Linked DNA regions of Mus musculus: region 2 is linked to region 1. A link is a contact called in public HiChIP or PLAC-seq data. All regions are on one chromosome and are shown on one strand. Each heading gives the region's core, a stretch centred on a gene start, on an enhancer-like site or on the middle of the called end of the contact. The rest is flanking DNA. Distances are from core to core; before and after follow the strand shown. Region 1 has its middle 12 kb from the start of Grsf1. Region 2 overlaps Slc4a4 (solute carrier family 4 (anion exchanger), member 4).

Region 1 (6,528 bases), core at 1,629-4,128:
AGTAATTCTCAAGTAAAGCTCCCAGGTGCTGTCTAGATTTCTCCATTGATGCCATTTTCAGCCTCACTGTCAAATTCATCCTTGCATAGCGATACATGATTGGATACATGATTGGATACGCCCTAAAGGAAGCTATCCCTAAGGCATTTGTGGGTCCGGGGCAAAGCCTTTCTTCCTTCAGCCCCTCCCTACCCTGCCCTACCCTTCCATTCGGTTTCAAATCCACCATTTGCATTTCTGAAGAAATGGCACATTAAGTCGCATGAAGGTGTTAATGACCTGTCAGATAGCCTTCATCCTGGCGCAGGGGACCCTAGGAAATACAGAACAACCAGCAAAAGGTCCCTGAGAGATGAGAGCCCCAGACTCCTAGTGATGGGCACAGGGAGCTTAGCTAAATGCATTAGGACCTAGAGTTTGTTCACTATACTATTTCCAGGATTTCTTTCTGTGTTATTTTTACTCAGGAATCCAGAGCGGATTACAGGGAGATTTTTGACTTGTAGCTAAATTTAGGAACTGTTAACTGTGATGCCCCCCCAAACACCACCAAGACTTCACACAAACACAGGGAGTCGGTATCTTCAGGCTACACACAGCTGTCTTTGTTCACGCTAAGGTCTCTGAGGGATATGTTATCATTTTTTTTAAGGCACATTAGACACCTGATAAGATGTGTTGCTGACATTCAAGGTTTCTGAGTATACGTGTGTGTGTGTGTGTGTGTGTGTGTGTGGTGTATGTATCTGTGGGTGTGTATATGCAGGTGTAAAGGTTAGCTGCAGAGAAGCTGACATTTGTGAATGTGCGTAAACAAGTCAGAGGGTTAGGAAGCGGCTTTGAACCTGTTGCCTGGGGCAACTCAAGGTGATTTTGAGGAATGAAAGTAAAATTTAAGTGAATAAAGTAAAAGACTTTTAGAATTGGAGAGATGGCTCCATAGATAAGAGCAATGGCTGCTCATGTAGAGCCCCTGAGTTCAATTCCCAGCACCCACACAATGGCTCACAACTGTCTATAACTTCAGTTCTAGAGGACCCAGTTTTGCTTCTGACCTCCAAGGTCACCAGGCACACACATGGTATACAGGCATACAAAAGCAGGCAAAATACCCATTCATATAACCGTAAAATATGTATGTATGTATGTATTTATTTATTTATAGCTGTTTTGCTTGGAGACAGGGTTTCACATGTACCTCTGGATGACCTGGAGTTCACTATACAGATTAAGCTGTCCCAAAACTCACAGAGATATGCCTCCTGCATGCTGACATTAAAGGTGTGAGCCACCATGTCCATCAAATAAATTTTTAATTAAATATTAAATGCTTGTTAATAATTCAATGACTGCAGAATATGCTAATATGTTGCTTATAAAAAATACTATCACCATCTGAATAGTTGACATTATACAATTTATAAAACGTTTCATGTAAGAGTTCAGATATGAATTCAAGAAAATGATCAAGTCATATTATTGTCATTAACCCCAATATCCCAACTAGCCAGTGACTTGTATATGTCATGTAGTTTCTTTTAGTCACTGAGACTTATTTAGGTCTTCAAAGTCAGCTATGCAGCACTTCAGCACTTCCTACTATGAATATTCATTCTTTTTTTAAAAAAAGATTTATTATATGTAAGTACACTGTAGCTGTCCTCAGATACCCCAGAAGAGGGCATCAGATTTCGTTACGGATGGTTGTGAACCACCATGTGGTTGCTGGGATTTGAACTCGGGACCTTCAGAAGAGCAGTTGGCGCTCTTAACCACTGAGCCATCTCACCAGCCCCCCTGAATATTCATTCTTTTTCATACTTCATGTAAAAGCATGATGTATGGCCAGGTGGTGGTGGCACACACCTTTAATTCCAACACTCAGGTGACAGAGGCAGGTGGATTTTTGAGTTTGAAGCCAGCCTGGTCTACAGAGACAGTTCTTGGACAGCAAGGGCTAACACAGAGAAACCCTGTTTCAAAAACAACAACAAAGCTATGGTATATATTTATACGTTATGGTCAAGATTACAAAGTCCAGTCCCCAAGTGTGTCATCACTAATAGACCAAGATAGTCTGCTTCCTACTTTACACAAGGTATTTTACAGCATCAGTGGTATTCTGGGCAGACTGTGTATCCTGAACCAGTGCAACCGTTTAATCATCTTTGCATTTGTTTATTGTGTGCGACATTAAAAAGCAATCTACAGGAGTTCCTTCTCTCCTTCCACTGTGCTTGTCCTGGAGATTGAACTCAGGTCACCAGGCTTGGGGACAAGTGCCTTTGTCTGCTGAGCCTTCCCCCTGGCCCCCAGTCTATAAGCCTTTATACTGAACTGCTGGTTTACGGGAACCACATGAAGGTAGAAAAGCAAGCTGACTGACTTCATGAAGACGCCACTGGACAAATTCTGAGTCCGTATATCTTGTAGAATATTTGGTCTCTTTCATAACTCCATGTCAGGAAAGAATACTGAAAGTGGAAGGCAAGCAATCTAGATTTTTAAAAAAGATTTATTCACTTACATATATGAGTGCTCTATTTGCATGTATGCCTGCATGACAGAAGAGGGCATCAGGTCTCATTACAGATGGTTGTGAGCCACCATGTGGTTGCAGGGAATTGAACTCAGGACCTCCGGAAGAGCAGCCAGTGCTCTAACCACTGAGCCATCTCTCTCCAGCCCAGCAACCTAGCTTTAAAGAGTGTGAAAATACCACCCCTTCACTACTTCGACGTGGTCTTTGCTCACTTGTTCTCACCCAGAACAGAACTTGGGAAAGCCCACAGAAAATAGTGAGCAGCCTACATAGTGAGTCAGCTCACAGAAAATAGTGAGTCAGCGCCTACATCAGCACTGTCTCATGAGGGTCCCACCCTCCAGAGGTTCATTTTACGCATGCGCTTTGTAATGTGTCTCAAGTCCAGACCTTTCCTGGGACAATGAGATGGTGGGTGCCCATGTGTTTGAAACCTGGAACTACAGTATTGCTCATGGCAAAAATCCGTGGCCAATAGGAAACCACCATCAGATAAATCCTTTCTTGTTCCATCATGGGCGTCCCTAAAACCAAACATGTTCACCCGACCTCCCAGGAGATGGCCCCAGAGGAACAAGCAACCTGCCCCCCTTGATAAAAGGACCTTAAGGAGTTTAAAGCCTTAGCACAAATGGAAAGGGTAACCTGGAAGATGAGACCCCATGCACTGAAGGCATGAAGTTGTAAAGAGACAAACTCATTTGAAAACAAAACCAAAAACTTTCTCTAAACAAAGAGCTCACAGGAGTGATATGCTTGCCACCTAAGAAAAAAGATTATCCTGGTTCAACTATGTCAGCACTGGGAGACAGTTACAGAGCTACCAACTCAACCCCAGGTCTGCCCCAGAACCTGGCTTTATCTACTAGGTAGTGGTTTTGAAAGAGACAGGATCTTTGACGCTTTCAATAAGATTTTTACGAAAAACCGAAGAGGCAAGTCTGTCTGTATCAGAGTCAAAGATTCCCTTGAAGGACTCTTTCCCTGGTCAGCCTCTGTGTAAAACTGCAAAGTGAGGCCTAACTTGTAAGGGAGTGCTGAAGAGAGCGTGAGCCAAGAAACGATCCAGACACCAAGTAGGAGGGGATCTAAGTACTACAGGCAGCAGAGCCGCAGGCAAGGGCGGGGCAAGTCCATTAACCGCACACGGGATGACGTCGTCATGCACCAGGTCCATTAAACACACAGGATGACGTCACGCACTTCTGCTGCAAGATATGGAACTTCGGAATTCAGTGTTTGCCCTGCTGGTTAGATCTCACTGTGGCCTAGTCTTCTACTGCTTAGCTTCTGTTCCTCCCTTTGAACGTTCCCATGTTTACTCTGTGCCATTGTGGACTGCGGTAGGTAGCTTGTTTCCCGTTTTCACAGGGTATTGTGGGCTCGATTTTGCCTAGGGTTTTAGAAGAGACTTTGAAAGTGGGGATTTTGAAGTTTGGTTACAGCTAAGACTCTATGTCATCAGCACCTGCCCAAGCTTTATTTTGTTTTTAATTATGGGTACATGTATGTGTCCGTGCATGTGTGAGTGCAGGTTCCTAGGGAATCTAGAAAAGGGCATGGGATCTCCTGGACTGGAGTTGCAAGTGGTTGTGAGCCACTTGAGGCGGGTGCTGGGAACTGAACTCAAGTACTGAGCAAGGGTAATAGTTTCTCCTGACAACTGAGCCAGCTCCCCAGCCCACAGGTTTTGCTAACTAACCTAGGTAACTAACCTAGTTGAGTATAATCAGGATTTGCTACCTAAAATTGGATCTTTTTAAAAAGAGATTTATTTATTTATTTATTTATTTATTTATTTATTATGTATACAGTGTTTTGCTTGCATGTATGCCTATGAACCAGAAGAGGGCACCAGATCCCCTTACAGATGGTAATGAGCCACAATGTGGTTGCTTGGAATTGAATTTAGGACCTCTGGAAGAGCTCTTAACCTCTGAGCCATCTCTCTAGCCTATAAAACTGTATCTGTTTAGCTTTCCAAGACATCTTAGTAAGTCAACCCAAAGATGACTAGAAAGTTAGTGCGATGTGAGCCAACATCTAGTATGAGGTGTGAAATGAAATTTGTTTCTACTTAAATGCATGAAAGAAATAGCACTTTAACTTTTCTCCTTTTTAAATGTTTTCATTTTATTTTTTATGTGGATTGGTGCTTTGCCTACATGTATGCCTGGGTGAGGATGTTGGATCCTGGAACTGGAATTATAGACAGTTTGAGTTACCATATGGGAGCTGGAAATCACACCCCAGTCCGTTGGAAGAGCACCTAGTCCTTGTTCTTAAATACCAAGCCATCTCTCCAGCCCCTAGCTTTTCTTCTTAAGAGAATGGCATAGGGCTGGAGAGATGGGTCAGCAGTTAGGAGCACTGGCTGCTCTTCCAGAGGTCCTGAGTTCAATTCCCAGCAACCACATGGTGACTCACAACTATCTGTAAGGGGATCTGATACCCTCTTCTGGTGTGTGTGAAGACAGCTACAGTGTACTCATATACAAAAAATAAATAAATCTAAAAAAGAAAGAGAGAAAGACAGAAAGAAAGAAAAAAGGGAATGGCATAGTTGGAGAAGTTGAGAGAGTTTGCACAAAGCATTCACTGTCCTGGTGAAGCACACCAATGTTACTGCAACGCAGACACTAGCTTCCATTCAAGTCTAGACAAAACTAAATCCCTAGCAGAAATTTAAAAATAGCCACTCAGCAGCCACACAGCAAAGAAAAAGGGAGTGGGAACAGGCATTGGGGACACAGTGGCAGGTACTCAGATTTTCTGTTATTTCTTCAAAGATAGTGACTTTCGATTTAATTTCCAGACACTGGCCTGCAGGAGGAAAGTGAAGGAATGAGTAACAGGGCAGACATTTTTCTTTGGGTGGTGCTCTCTCTCTTTGCCGGGGATCTTTGGAAGGCAGCTATGCTCACCACCAAACCATCAATGCACCAGGGATCTTTGGGAAACTGGAGTCTCGTCTCTGACCCTCCAAGATGACGTATGCATGCGGTCAGTCCAAGTTTCAAAATTAATGAAATGTTTTGAGCACTTTTCAGAAATTAGGCTGGATGCCCTTTGACTGGTGGCTGCTTCTGTGAGCCTCTGTGACGAGGTGTGAACTCTGACCTGGAAGATCTCAGATATCATAGATCTTCATATGTAAACAAGAGCTCTTGGAAAAAGCAAACAAGACAGAGAAAAATCACCTGATCCTTTGGATTCGCTCTTAACACTTTGTGTATGTGTTAATTATTTTACAGTGTAAACGTGTCGTAACAAGATCTCTTTAAAAATACATTGACTTAAACAGGAGAGACATTTCACTGAATAGGCTAGAGATACACAGTTCTGGACTGGTAAGAAGGTTTCACCATATTTAACATACAGTTCTCGTCTCTGTGTCCAAGCTTGGTTTGCTTTTGCATCCCAGCCAGGGCCCAGGAAAGAACAAGTCAATGGAGGGGGTGATGGTTTGTATATGCTCAGCCCAGGGAATGGCACTTTTAGAGGGTGTGGCCTCTGGAAGAGCAGCAAGTGCTCTTAAAAGCGGAGCCACCTCTCCAGCAGCTTTTTTTTTTCTTTTTAAAACACAACCTGCTTATTAACTCCTTGAGAAATTATAAAATACATTTAGATCATATTCATCCTCCAGCATTCTTCCCAACTCCCCCAAGACCCACTAGTCACCTCCTCACTGCCTCCTAATTTTGTGACTTATTTTTTTCCTCTCTGATTTAATAATTCACTTGACCCAATTTGCACTGCCCATATACTCGTGGCTGTGGGGCCATCTGTGGAAGAACGGTTTACCTCCCAAGGGCCACAATCTAACTTTCCCTCCCCAAGTCTTGGTCAGGTTCACAGTACCACACAGTACCAGGTATGTGTCTCTTATGTTTTTGGCCATAAATCCAATCAGGAAGTAGTGGATACCCCTGTAACGTTTCTTATTATTTGCCTAAGTTTTCCCTGGATCATGTGTATCTCTCTTG
Region 2 (6,528 bases), core at 2,154-4,653, 450 kb after region 1:
GGATAAGTTTCACAGTCATATGAGTGTGCCTGTCCATTATATGAAGCTGCCCTTCATGCATGTGGCAGTTTTGGACTCAGCTGAGTGATTTTTTTCTTTGGTTCCTCCTACACATTACAGTGTGATGCCACCTGAGCTTGAAGTTGTCTAACGGTTTCCACTCACATAGTGCCTAGGCCTGAGTGACTGGAACAGCTGAGTTCTAGGGACACTCCTCGTGGCATCTCCACAAGACTAGCTTGGGCTTCCTCACAGTATGGCCACCCTTAAAAGCTGAGGCTTCAGGAAAAGAGGTGACCACCATTTATTTTTTTTTATATCATGTGGTTGTAGACCTATCATTGCTTCGTTTTCTGACTTTCACAGATGCACTGAAAATTCAAACTCTCCGTGAGAGCTTTTAGCTCTTAAATATTACCATTGATTAGCATTTTGCTGATCAAAGACCATGAATCTCCATGACACCCCTGGGCATGGTTTGCAGAGACCAAATGTGTTTTGTTGCCACCCCTGCAGTGGATGTCCTCATTCATAAGGCAAGGTTAAACTGTAACAGTAATACAGTTTTTATAAACACTGGCCTAGATTCCAGCGCTGCAGCAGTCCCTCATCCAGGTTACAACAGGATGCTCACTAAGTTAGATCATTTAGGAAACCAGCTGGAAACAAAACCATCGAGGAAACACCTTGAGGCCCCGCATAAAGCTAGCACTTGCAGCCATGTGTGCTAAGGAAATCAAAGACATCTATGGCATTTAAAGAATGTATTTGTAGGGGCTTTTTCTGTTTATTAAAAGCTTTGTTACATAAATAAATCTTTCATTATTGAACACCTATCAGATTGTTGTATTTACTTTCTTTTTTCCTTTGCTTTTAATCATGCTTATTCTTGAGAATTTCAAAAGTGCTTACACTGTATTTCAATTGTATGTATCCCTTCCTCCTCTCAGCTTCTCCCAGATTCGCTGCTGCTATCCACCTGCAACCTCCCAACTCCATGACATCTTTTTGAAAATAACTTTGTAAATCCAGTTTGTACTGACCATATACCCAAAGGTGCGGGCCACCCACTGAAGCATGGTTGGCCACTTCCTTAAACTTAACTGATTCTTCTTACCCCAGAAGCCATCCCCTGTCAATAACTCCTCAGATGGAGCCTCTTGAGCCAGCCTGTCTCCATGATAGCCTGCTGAATGGCTTGATCTAATGCAAGCATTGAGCAGGCAACCACAGCTGCTGTGGGTTCAAGAGTCCAGCCGTCCTCTGGTTTTCAGAGGACTCTGTTTCACTCCAGTTCTTCAACCTCTGGCTGAGAGTTTTTCTTCCTCTCCTGGATGATGCTCAAGCTGTTTTGGGGGGAAAGGTTGTGCATTGATGCAGTGTTAATGACTGAGCACTCCTTAGACACCTTTGACCTATTGTGAGTCTCTATGTTGATTACTGTCCACCAAATACAGAGGCTTGTTTGATGATGTTCGAGGGATGCGCTGTCTGATTTGGAGCAGATGATTAAAGAAAAAACCAACAAAACCAACTTTTGTTAGGAGATACAGAGGTGTGCTCATGCAGAGACATCTAAACTAAACTAATTTCTGTTTGTGGATATTCTTCTCGTGGAAACAGTGGCAGTGTAATCTTCCTAGGTGTGCATTTAATGCCTCTTTGAAATATAATCTTTACCATTTGTCAGATTTAGTTGTATGGACTTTGAGAGAGAGAGAGAGAGAGAGAGAGAGAGAGAGAGAGAGAGAGAATGTGTGTAATGTGTGTATAGTGTGACTCAGGGCCTTCAACATGCTGGGTATCTTAGTTAAGGTTTCTATTTCTGTGATGAAATAACATGACTAAAGAAGTGCAAGGAGGAAAGGGTTTATGTGGCTTACACTTCCACATTACTGATCATCACCAAAGGAAGATGACAGGAACTCAAACAAGGCAGGAACCTGATGACAGGAGCTGATATAGTGGCCATGACATAGTGCTGGTTACTGGCTTGCTACTGTTGGCTTGCTCATAGAACCCAGGACCACTAGCCCAGGGGTTGTACTACCACAATAGATGGGACCTCCCCCATCAATCACTAATTTAAAAAAGGTCCTACAGGTTTGCCTACAGTCAGGTCTTATGGTGGCATTTTCTTAATTGAAGTTTCCTCCTCTCAGATGACTTTGCTTGTGTGAAGTTGATTAAAAAACCTATCCAGTACACTGGGCAAGTGCTCTAGGACTTAGCCAAATCTCCATCCCAGATTTAGCTTTAGAATGTAGCATCTAAGAACAGAGGAGAAGTTTGGACAAGTTTGTTTTGGTAACATTTGTATGAATCGGTTTCTATTTGAATGAGTCCCTGGGGTTGTAGACTTTGTTGTATAACATAAATAGGTACGATGGGAATTTTTCCCCACTGTATATTGTCTGGGTAATTCCTGGCTATGTTCTAGTTCTGAAGATTCCAGGAGATGTATGAAGGGGTTAGAGCTTCAGTCTGTTAAACAGTGCTCCTGAATATTAGGCTGGACAGTTGATGACTCAAAGTCATACAGACACATGAGGATATTTTTAGACATACTTTGTTATTATTTTATAATCATCATTGATAATTCTGTTGAAACTTAATATAGGTAGAATTTTAAAGTTTTTTTGTGAGTGAAATTACTGAAACATACTTCACTTCCCTTGCATAATGAAGCTTTTCCTCCTTAAAAGCTACACTGGCAAAGTCCTTCTCCTAGAAGGCTTGCAGGAGTCAAAGTGTGTAGCAGAAACACTGAAAAGAAAGCATAGAAAATGAGTGGAACATTAATAAATAGTTTTTGTGTGAGTGTGTTTTAAGAACTAGAGAGTGAGCTGATTTGACATGTGGAAACTATCTCATGTATTGCACCTTACCTTATGAATGTTTATCCCTTAGGCAGGAGCCTCTTTGACTTGTCATTGGGACAACAACATATTTTGTGGATTTGATGATACATCTCAGGTCATTTTTATAGGTATATGACAGACATTAATTTATGCCTTTGCAAATGTTTATGGAGTACCTACCATGTATTAGACAGAGTTTTATGTGCTGGAGGTAGAGAGAGGTGAGTCAAGTGGCTAAGAACCCTAGGGTGGTGGGATTTATATTTAGACTACTTACAGAAGCAACATTTTTTTTGAGTCCCTACAAAGTACTAGTATGGTATGTAATACCTCCAATTACTTTTCTAAACGCGTATTCCAGAAAGCACTGGGCAAACTTGAGTGTCTGCAGTTATATCCCATCCTTCACAAATAAGGCAACAGGTTAGTCGCCATAACACAAGCAGCTCAATGAGTCAACTGAGAATAACATCCTTGCTTCTAAAGGCTGACTGCTCAGAGATGGTTTGGCTAGGGCCTTTATTGTCAGGCTACAAATAGACATGGGTGCTGGGGAGAAGCATGTTGTGCAAACACAGATGACTCACTGTGTGACTGTTGTCTAAGCGTATGCTCCTGCCAGCTTCTGTTCAAGAGGACTGGCCTGCTTGAAGACAAGAATTTGCTTTCAAGCATTAATTTTAGGGCATGGTATCTATCTATCTATCTATCTATCTATCTATCTATCTATCTATCTATCTATCTATCTATCTATCTATCTATCATCTATCCATCCATCATCTATCTATCTATCTATCTATCTATCTATCTATCTATCTATCTATCTATCATCTATCTATCTATCTATCTATCTATCATCTATCTATCTATCTATCTATCATCTATCTATCTATCTATCTATCTATCTATCATCTAGCTACCATCATATATCATCTCTATAACATCTTTTATGAAATATAAATGTATCTTATCTATTTATAAGCTTGTATGTATGATTGTGCTTTTCTGTGTGCATGCATTTGTGGAAACAAGTCATCTTGAAGTGGCAAAGACCATTTCTCATAGAACTGTGTTCAGAATAAAGCAGCCGAGGCTATAGTTGCTGACAGTTTGATAAAATTGTAATGCCAGCACAAATAACTCTGTGTCTTCCCCAATGTTAGCAGATATATTTTGTCAACCAGGAAACTCTTAGAAGATGCTGGGGCTTACCAAGAGGACATGTACAAATTTTGTATATAGATAAGTGTAGGCATTATAATTTAGCTTGGGTTTCTTGGAGCAACTGAACTATGTTGCCAAGCATCAACCTTACATTCCTGTAGCACCCAACCTCAACTTGTGCCCATTTCTCTTTATTAGAGTATAGAGGACCATCAGTTCCTCACGTTTGAGAATGGTGCATCACTTATCCCTCTGGGTAAATCCCATCCAGTTGATTCTCGACTTTCCTTGCCATATAGTAAGGAAATGGTTTTCGGCCTCACTGTTCTGAAATCTTATCCCCTCCATAATTAAACCATGACACCATTCATGCTGATATCATATTTACATTCTTGGTTACCAAACAAGTATATTTTTCTGCTTATTTAGATACTTAAAATTTATCTTTAATATATATATACAGTCCACTATTTATTACAGTTAAGCATTTTTCATTTTCAGAGCTATTATATGGAGTTGGGCCTGATGGCACAGGGATGTGATTCTAGCTACTCAGGAGGCTGAGGCAGGAGGATTTCAAGTTCAAGGACAGCCTGAGCAACTTAATAAGACTCTACCTTAATATAAAAGTAAACGAAGAGTTGAAGGAATAGTTCAGTGGTAGAGCACTTGATTAACATTGGAGAAAGCCCTAGGCTCAGTTGGTAGTCCTATAAAGAAAATACTTCTTTGCTAACACAATGAGTAATAACTTAAATTTTGAGGAGGGTGTTAGAGTAAGGAATCTTCGAGGAGGCTTGGTGGCAGGCCCTGTGTTATTTAAGAATTGTTCTTCTCTAGCATACAGAGAACATATTTTAATGGAAGTGTACTTTTGATTGTGAATGACTAAGCATAGTCTAGAGTGAAGAAAGCCATCTTAAGTTTTTTTTCAGGAGTAAATATAATCCTATTTTCACAAACCTTTCAGCAAAAGAGTGCAGTAAGATTTTTAGCATTCTGTGAAATTCGTGATATTTATGGAGCCTAACAGAGCACATTTTAAGAGAACTTGTCTCATAATAAGGAACATTTTTAGCTGGCATCTCCAAATTTGAGGCTTTATTTTAACATTCTGCTGTGCTGAGAGATTTTCACCAATCTGCTCAAGTTGGAAAAGTGTCCTTTCTGTGTCGGTGAGAAAGGTGCTTCTTTGCACTGCCTGTCATGTATAGCTTGCAGCAGTGGGATTGGCATGAACTGATAATTTACTGAGAAATAGACAATAATATTGGGCTGTCTGACTGTTGCTCTTTGGCACTGAAATGCTTTTCCTTTAGAAGTAGGAAACACAAAAACTTATTAACCCATATAGCAGCATATTGTAGCTTCCACATGCGAAGCAGATATTTTGGTCAGCCCAAGAAAGCAAGCCTGTTTAGTGACAGAGGAAGAAATCCATCTTGCTTACAAGGGTCTAGAAAGGAACTGTTAGCTTTCAAAACATGTTTCACAGGCTAAGAAGATGTCTCGGTGGCTAAAGTGTGTGTCTTGAGAGTGTTGAGAGCTGCAGTTGAGATCTCAAGAGCTGCTGATCCCCACACATAGATGCTGGAGGGCATGGCAGATCCCCTGTAATGATGGCAATCTGGGGGGCAGAGACAGGATATCCCTCGAGCAAGCTTGCTAGCTAGAGTAACTATACTTGTGAGGTCTGGGCACAGTTGAGAGTTGTTTCCTCAATATATAAGGTAGTGGATAATCAATGAAGACTCCTGATGACAACCTTGCCCCCCCCACATGTGTATATACATAAACACACGCACACTCCACTTACCTGCACATAGCATGAGTGAACACACACGGCTCCACATGCAAATCTTGCTTTATCAGTTCTGAGTTAAGTTTAATTGACAGAAGTCAAGTCATTGGTACTTTTTTATTAGAAAGATTTTGTCAGCTTTGTTTGTTTGATGATCAGAAAATTAAAGCCATTTGGATAAGATAGGGCATCACAAATGATGCTAAAGTAAAAATGTATCATTTTTAGCTTATGGCTATTTTGAAAATAGCTTCTCCAATATGACATTTTCATTATATCTTTTCATACATATTGCAAAATATACATTCACAGGTAGATAAACATGTAGGATATTATGTAAATGAGGTTATATATTCATATTTTGTGGGCATTTCCTACTTTAATAGGTTCTTTAACATAATTCTAGTGGCTATCACATGATATATGCACTATAATTTATTTAATAAACTTATATTCTCAGTTTGTCCCACTTTTCTCTTTTATAAAGAATACTGTGATCATCAACTATATATTTATTGTTTATAATTTTCTCCCTAAGGTAAGTCCCTAGCAAAATTATTGTGCAATATATTGATTATAGTTGTTATTTATTTCAAATCATACTCACAAAGATTATCCTAATTCATATTTCTACCAGTAGTGGGCAGGAGTTCCCACTTGCCCACCTTTTCACCCTAGATTCTCACTTTCGTTATGCTGTGT

Evidence for each region. HiChIP or PLAC-seq counts read pairs in DNA pulled down with a chosen protein or histone mark.
Region 2: a contact with region 1 is called in a FOXA1 HiChIP or PLAC-seq map of pancreatic cancer cells. The contact joins two enhancer-like sites. A contact is called at or near these places in 2 of 39 promoter capture datasets (the 3T3-L1 cell line and liver) and 1 of 115 datasets of contacts at active chromatin or transcription factors (pancreatic cancer cells).

Annotation. Positions count from the first base shown.
Region 1 is chr5:88,685,318-88,691,845 of GRCm38.p6, forward strand. No RefSeq gene overlaps it. Among named protein-coding and RNA genes, the nearest start is that of Grsf1, 12 kb to the left of the region's middle. Within about 2 kb of position 2,879, at least 57 of the 459 cell types and tissues checked have an H3K27ac peak or open chromatin away from gene starts, as enhancers often do. A contact at or near this core is called in pancreatic cancer cells, where this site is marked.
Region 2 is chr5:89,136,853-89,143,380 of GRCm38.p6, forward strand. All of the region lies in intron 13 of Slc4a4 (solute carrier family 4 (anion exchanger), member 4), which reads left to right. Among named protein-coding and RNA genes, the nearest start is that of Gm35855, 86 kb to the right of the region's middle. Within about 2 kb of position 3,404, at least 20 of the 459 cell types and tissues checked have an H3K27ac peak or open chromatin away from gene starts, as enhancers often do. A contact at or near this core is called in pancreatic cancer cells, where this site is marked.